Regions from separate parts of the Sus scrofa genome. Here region 1 is linked to region 2. Evidence: chromatin contacts called from public Hi-C data. All regions are on one chromosome and are shown on one strand. The core of a region is the stretch at or near the end of the contact, and the rest is flanking DNA. Distances in the headings are between cores, read along the strand shown. Region 1 overlaps MAP3K1 (mitogen-activated protein kinase kinase kinase 1). Region 2 overlaps ANKRD55 (ankyrin repeat domain-containing protein 55).

Region 1 (2,700 bases), core at 64-2,563, 350 kb after region 2:
CTAGAATACTTTTCTTGTGAAAGACAAAAAAAAAAAAAAAAAAAAAAAAACTTGAGAACTAATTTACACTGTAGAAAAGCTGCCAAAGGTTAAGAATTTACAGATAAATTTACCATAAAATGCTGAATAAGAAAACGTGACCTGGGAGTAAAAGATACATCCTATTTGGAGTTCTGCTGTGGCTCGGTGGTAATGAACCTGACTAGTATCCATGAGGACACGGGTTCGATCCCTGGCCTTGCTCAGTGGATTAAGGAACCGGCATTGCTATAGGCTTCGGTGTAGGTTGTAGACGAGGCTCAGAACCCCTGTTGCTCTGGCTGTGGTGTAGGCTGGTGGCTATAGCTCCAGTTCGACCACTAGCCTGGGAACTGTCATATGCTATGGGGGCAGCCCTAAAAAGACAAAAACAAAACAAAAAAGAGTAGCAGCAGCAGCATAAATACTGATAGTAGTAGTTGCAGTAGTTATGTTTATTTTGTGCTTCCCATATACTTGGCACTGTTTTAGTGCTTCATCCACCATGTTCGTTCATTTTAAAACTATGAGATGACCTTGCTGTTCAGTGGGAAAATTAAAAAATAAATAAATAAAATAAATAAATAAATAAAACTATGAGATGAGAACTATATGCAAAGGGCTTAAAACAGTGAAAGACACATAGACTATGTACACCATAAATACTGGCTATTATCTGCATTTTACACAGGAAGAAATTAGGGGGGTGAACTTCCTTGTAAGGATTTTACCTATAAACTTATTTTAATCCTAATAGCAACTCTGTTTGGTAGGAATTATTATCCCTTTTACAGTGAGGAAGTTGAGATACAGAGAGGTTAAATAACTTGGGCAAAGCCATATAGCTAGTAGGTGTCAGACCTTGGATTTGAACCCAAGCCTTCTAGCTGTAGAACTCATGCCATTGTTCACTGCTGTATGTCTTGTGATGATGTTCGTGGTATGGCTTCTTTATCTATCCTCTCCTAGAAGCATAGCTTTCAGGTTATGTCATCTCTGTTGAATAAGAAGCCCTTTTGATTTTGTCGTGTATACAACTGAGACTTTACTGGTTTTGGTGGCTATTAGCCAGTAAGTGTCCCTAATAGACCCTCCCCCCATACTTTCTAAGTTCCCCCATGTGGGCCTGGTATGTGCCAGTGAATGAATTTGGTCAGTTCCTTGTAGCCATCTCTGTGCAGCACTGGTTCCTCACCCATCACCCTCACTTCCTTCAGCCACATTGGTCTCACTGCCTCTGCTGTGCACTGCTTCTGCCCTGACCTACTTCCCACCAGTCATTGCCAGGAGCACTGTCATCCGTGCTGAGAACACACGAGTGCTCCCACTGTGCCAGAGCTCCATGGGTTTGCAGTGAAGGGAGGACCATGCACCAGGTTCCTTTTTTAGTTCATATTCTCGGGCTTTCCTCTAGGCATAGAGAGATTTGTAGAGAAAATGACTTGTCAGGGGTTTTTTTGGTTTTCGTTTATGAGTCTTTTTTTTTTTTTTTTTTTTCCCACTGATGTCTTTGTGTTTATCCCAGACCAAAGTCCTTGGCAGAGAGTGAGTGGACTAGGCAGGAGCAAATCTTAGTGACACTCTCTGGCCTCTGTTGTGGTTAGATTGGACCACGTTTGAATGTCTCACACCCACTTCTCTTAGGATGAATTCGTACCAGGTGAATTTACCCATCTCTAGCTGGCTGTCAGGTTATCTTTTTCCCTCATATTTTGATTCTTGGAGCTTTAGTTGCACTGAACACAGTTCCTGAATTTTATGATAGCTTAAGAAGTCTTAAATAGTAAGACATTAAAATAGCTGATGTTCATCTTCTCTGGATTTTTCTTTTCAGATCTCTTGTCTAATTTGAGTCAGAAAGTTCTATAGAGATGATCCAGTACAGACTGCTTACGGTATCTTCTAAGAACCACTACTCTATTAAAGGTGTTTTGCTAAAAAAGGACTTCTGTGCCAAATAAGCGTGAGGAGTGCTGCATACCTTCTGGTTTAACACCCCCCCCCACCCCCAGCCCCTGCAAAGTATGCTGCACACAGGTCTTTGAATAAGCTTGTTATAACTTTGGTGTTTCCTGAACAGCAGAATCATAAACTGTTTAGTATTCTATAGAATGTTGTTTTCATCAAAGCTGGTCAAGAAAATTTTTCAGCCTTCATCTGCTCTTTGCTTATCAGTTCTGTTCGTTCCTTTAAAATTATTTAGGCATCATCTTCTCTGTAGATCTTTCTAGGACTTCCCTAAATGAAATTAAGGAGGGAAATCCACTCCATACTTGCAACCCTTTATGATATATCAAAATACTTTTATTATAGCAGAACTGGCATCTGTTTTCGCTGTTCTGCTAGACTCAGTGCCTAGAGAAACAGAGATCTTGTTTTATCTTTTCTTTATCCCACTTTGTATTTATATCTGTTGCCTAGCCCCGAGCTTACACATACTAGGCATGCCAGCAGTCAGTCATTGAACACAGTGGTTTTCTAGCATTAAAAGCATGGAGAAGAAAAGCTAAGTTTGTCAGGAAGTCATTCTTCCTCATTATGAGCATCCCAGTTAACATGACTTTCCACCAGCTAGAAGGAAGTACTATAGAAATAGTACTAGCTGTTCTACTGGGTTTGCAAGAAATCATTTTCCTAGCAAAGTCTGTAAGAGGGCTTTGTGCTCTTAATTCAGCCCTATAT
Region 2 (2,700 bases), core at 24-2,523:
GGGTCTAATCAGAGCTGTAGCCACCAGCCTATGCCACAGCCATAGCAACACAGGATCCGAGCCACCTCTGTGACCTACACCACAGCTCACAGCAGGCAACGCCAGATCCTTAACCCACCGAGCGAGGCCAGGGACCAAACCCACAACCTCATGCTTCCTAATTGGATTCATTAACCACTGAGCCATGATGGGAACTCCAGGGGGCTATAATTTTTTTAAATTCACTCTTATATTTATTTATTAATCTTTTGGGAAGTTCTTGTCATGGCTCAGAGGGTTAAGAACCTGACTAATACCCATGAGGAGATGAGTTCGATTCCTGGGCTGGATCAGTGGGTTAAGGATCTGGCATTGCTGCAAGCTTTGGTGTAGGTGTGGCTCAGATCCCACATTGCTGTAGCTGTGGTGCAGGCGGGCAGCTACAGTTCTAATTCAACCCCTGGCCTGGGAACTTCCATATGCCATAGGTGCGGCCATAAAAAGAAAAAAATAGTAATTTTTTGGCCATGACTACAGCATGCAGAAGTTCCCAGGCCAGGGTCTGAACCTGTGTCACAGCTGTGAAAATGTCTTAACACTAGGCCACCAGGGAACTCTCTTGTGGCTATACTTTTTGTTTTCGTGGTTTGTCTCTAGCATATTTTCTGAAGCCCAATTTTATTGCAATTCTAATTTTTCAGGCCTGGGGTAGGGCCTGGGGAACTTCCTCAGTGCTCAGCCCAGGAGATTCTGACCTTGGAAGTTCCCAGGTCCACTTAGAGATATACTTCTTTGGACTCAGGGCCAGGCATTTCATCTCTTCAAAAGCAATCTCCACCTTCTTTTCATTTTAAGTAGCCATTTTTTTCTTTTTTTAAAAAAAATCAGAGTTAAAATTGTTATCAGAGGTTTTGCTAAAGCATTCAGCAAAAATATTTACATTTGCATTTCAATGATTCCAGAATTTGAAGCATTACAGTTTTGAAAAGGAACCTAGTATTAATTTTGGAAGGAGATTTTCTATAGACACTCCATATTGTGTAGAAAATAGGGCTGGTATTCTCTAAAGACATTTTTTGGCAGTTTCATAATCTGTCTGAGGGTTCATGGCTTCTCCCAGCAGCGCAGGGAAAAACTCCATGCAAATGAGTCACTCCAGGGTTCCTCTATGCAAATGAATAAGTTGCCTTATCTGTTGCCCAGAAGTTCCCTTTCCAGTGAAAACCACTCTGAAGCGGGTTACTGGTTACTGAAATGGTCTGGATGAGAGGCCCCAGTTGGGCAAGCACCTCTAAGTAAACAGAAGGGGTCACATGATTTACTGGGTAATGAGTGTTCGCTGGAAGGCATGTGGTGTGAGGTTACTGTCCAGTCAGAGGGAGATAAGAGGGGAAAAACAATAATAACAACAGAAAACTTATTTGCTTTTGTTTTTAAGGGAAACTCCCCTCCTGTGTGTATCCTCCCCCTGAGGCTCTTTCTGAACCAGTTCCTCCAGGCAGAGTGATTCCGTCCTTGATGTGGGGACTGAGCTGAGCTTGGGGATGAGGTTCTCTGTGAGCACTCTAGTCGGCTGCTCATTCATGACTGGGGATCTCTTTTCTGCAAGAGGCTTCTTGCCAAATATTTCCTGAGATCCTTCTCCGACATTCCTCTTTAACAAGTCTTCCCCTTGCCCTGGTTGGGTTTTCGGCTGGTTATCTGCAGAACATTTGCTTGGTACTTGAGAATAAATTACCCACTTGACAGAAGAACCCACTTGCTATACGGTTTTTGTTTGTTTGTTTGTCTGTTTCTTTTGAGGATAGGGTGGGGACAGCCAAGCCTGCAAGTTAAACAAGAGAGGCAATGGGCTACTCAGACTCTGGTCCAGGGTAGAAGACTCCCTTGACTGATTATACCAGTTACTGAGCTGCTTTACTCTTTACTGGTTTTCTGGAGTTCCAAATGCTGAATAATCCATTCTCAGGGGTCAACCACAGTTGACAAATTCCAGAGTAATGCTCATATCTTTTCTACTGTGGATTGAAATTTGCTTATCACTTCTACAAATCAAGGACAAAAACACCAACAACCTAATCTACAAATGGGAAAACGATATGAACATACACTTCAGAGAAAAAGACATGTAAATGGTTCTTAAACACATGAAATGATGCTTAATTTTTGTTAAGCCAATTTCAGATTATTTCAAAATAAAAAGATAATTTTAAAAATACTATTTTCACTCATAAGAGAAAAGCAAAAACTATATGACTGGAAGAATAAAAGGGGCTTCTGGATGATAGTGAGGAAGAATAAAAACTCAGGTAGTCCATGTAGGAATATAGGCTTCAATGCATTCTTTGATATGGCTATTGATTAACATTTGTGGCTTAAGGATTCCAGGGAGTAACATCATGCCCACAGGCCTTATTTACTATAGAGAGTGTATCTACACCCAGATGGACATTAATCCCCAACACCCTATGACTCAGTTTACAGGAAGAGAAGGGCAAAGAAGCCATGAGACTTAGGGGACAGGTCCACCCCTATCACTCCTACTGGACAAGGACTGATATAGGTAATTGGGAAAGGCCAGAGGGAGGAAACCACGTTGGTACCTCCCATCTTTAAGGGATAAAAACCCTTATAAGACAGTAGAGGGGGGGGGGCTCCTCTCCCTGCTCCCAGCTTCCTGGGAATTATTTTCTTGCCTGCTGCTGTGTGTTCAAGAAGTTC

The links. Hi-C and Micro-C count contacts between places; a contact is called where the count stands out from the background.
Region 1: a contact with region 2 is called in a Hi-C map of liver, with 4 times the contacts expected there. The contact joins two enhancer-like sites. A contact is called at or near these places in 1 of 47 Hi-C or Micro-C datasets (liver) and 2 of 2 datasets of contacts at active chromatin or transcription factors (alveolar macrophages and skeletal muscle).

What each region holds. Positions count from the first base shown.
Region 1 is chr16:35,898,953-35,901,652 of Sscrofa11.1, forward strand. The region is part of intron 1 of MAP3K1 (mitogen-activated protein kinase kinase kinase 1); the gene reads left to right. Among named protein-coding and RNA genes, the nearest start is that of MAP3K1, 28 kb to the left of the region's middle. Within about 2 kb of position 1,314, at least 14 of the 83 cell types and tissues checked have an H3K27ac peak or open chromatin away from gene starts, as enhancers often do. A contact at or near this core is called in alveolar macrophages and liver, where this site is marked.
Region 2 is chr16:35,550,493-35,553,192 of Sscrofa11.1, forward strand. The region is part of intron 2 of ANKRD55 (ankyrin repeat domain-containing protein 55); the gene reads right to left. Among named protein-coding and RNA genes, the nearest start is that of ANKRD55, 110 kb to the right of the region's middle. Within about 2 kb of position 1,274, at least 23 of the 83 cell types and tissues checked have an H3K27ac peak or open chromatin away from gene starts, as enhancers often do. A contact at or near this core is called in alveolar macrophages and liver, where this site is marked.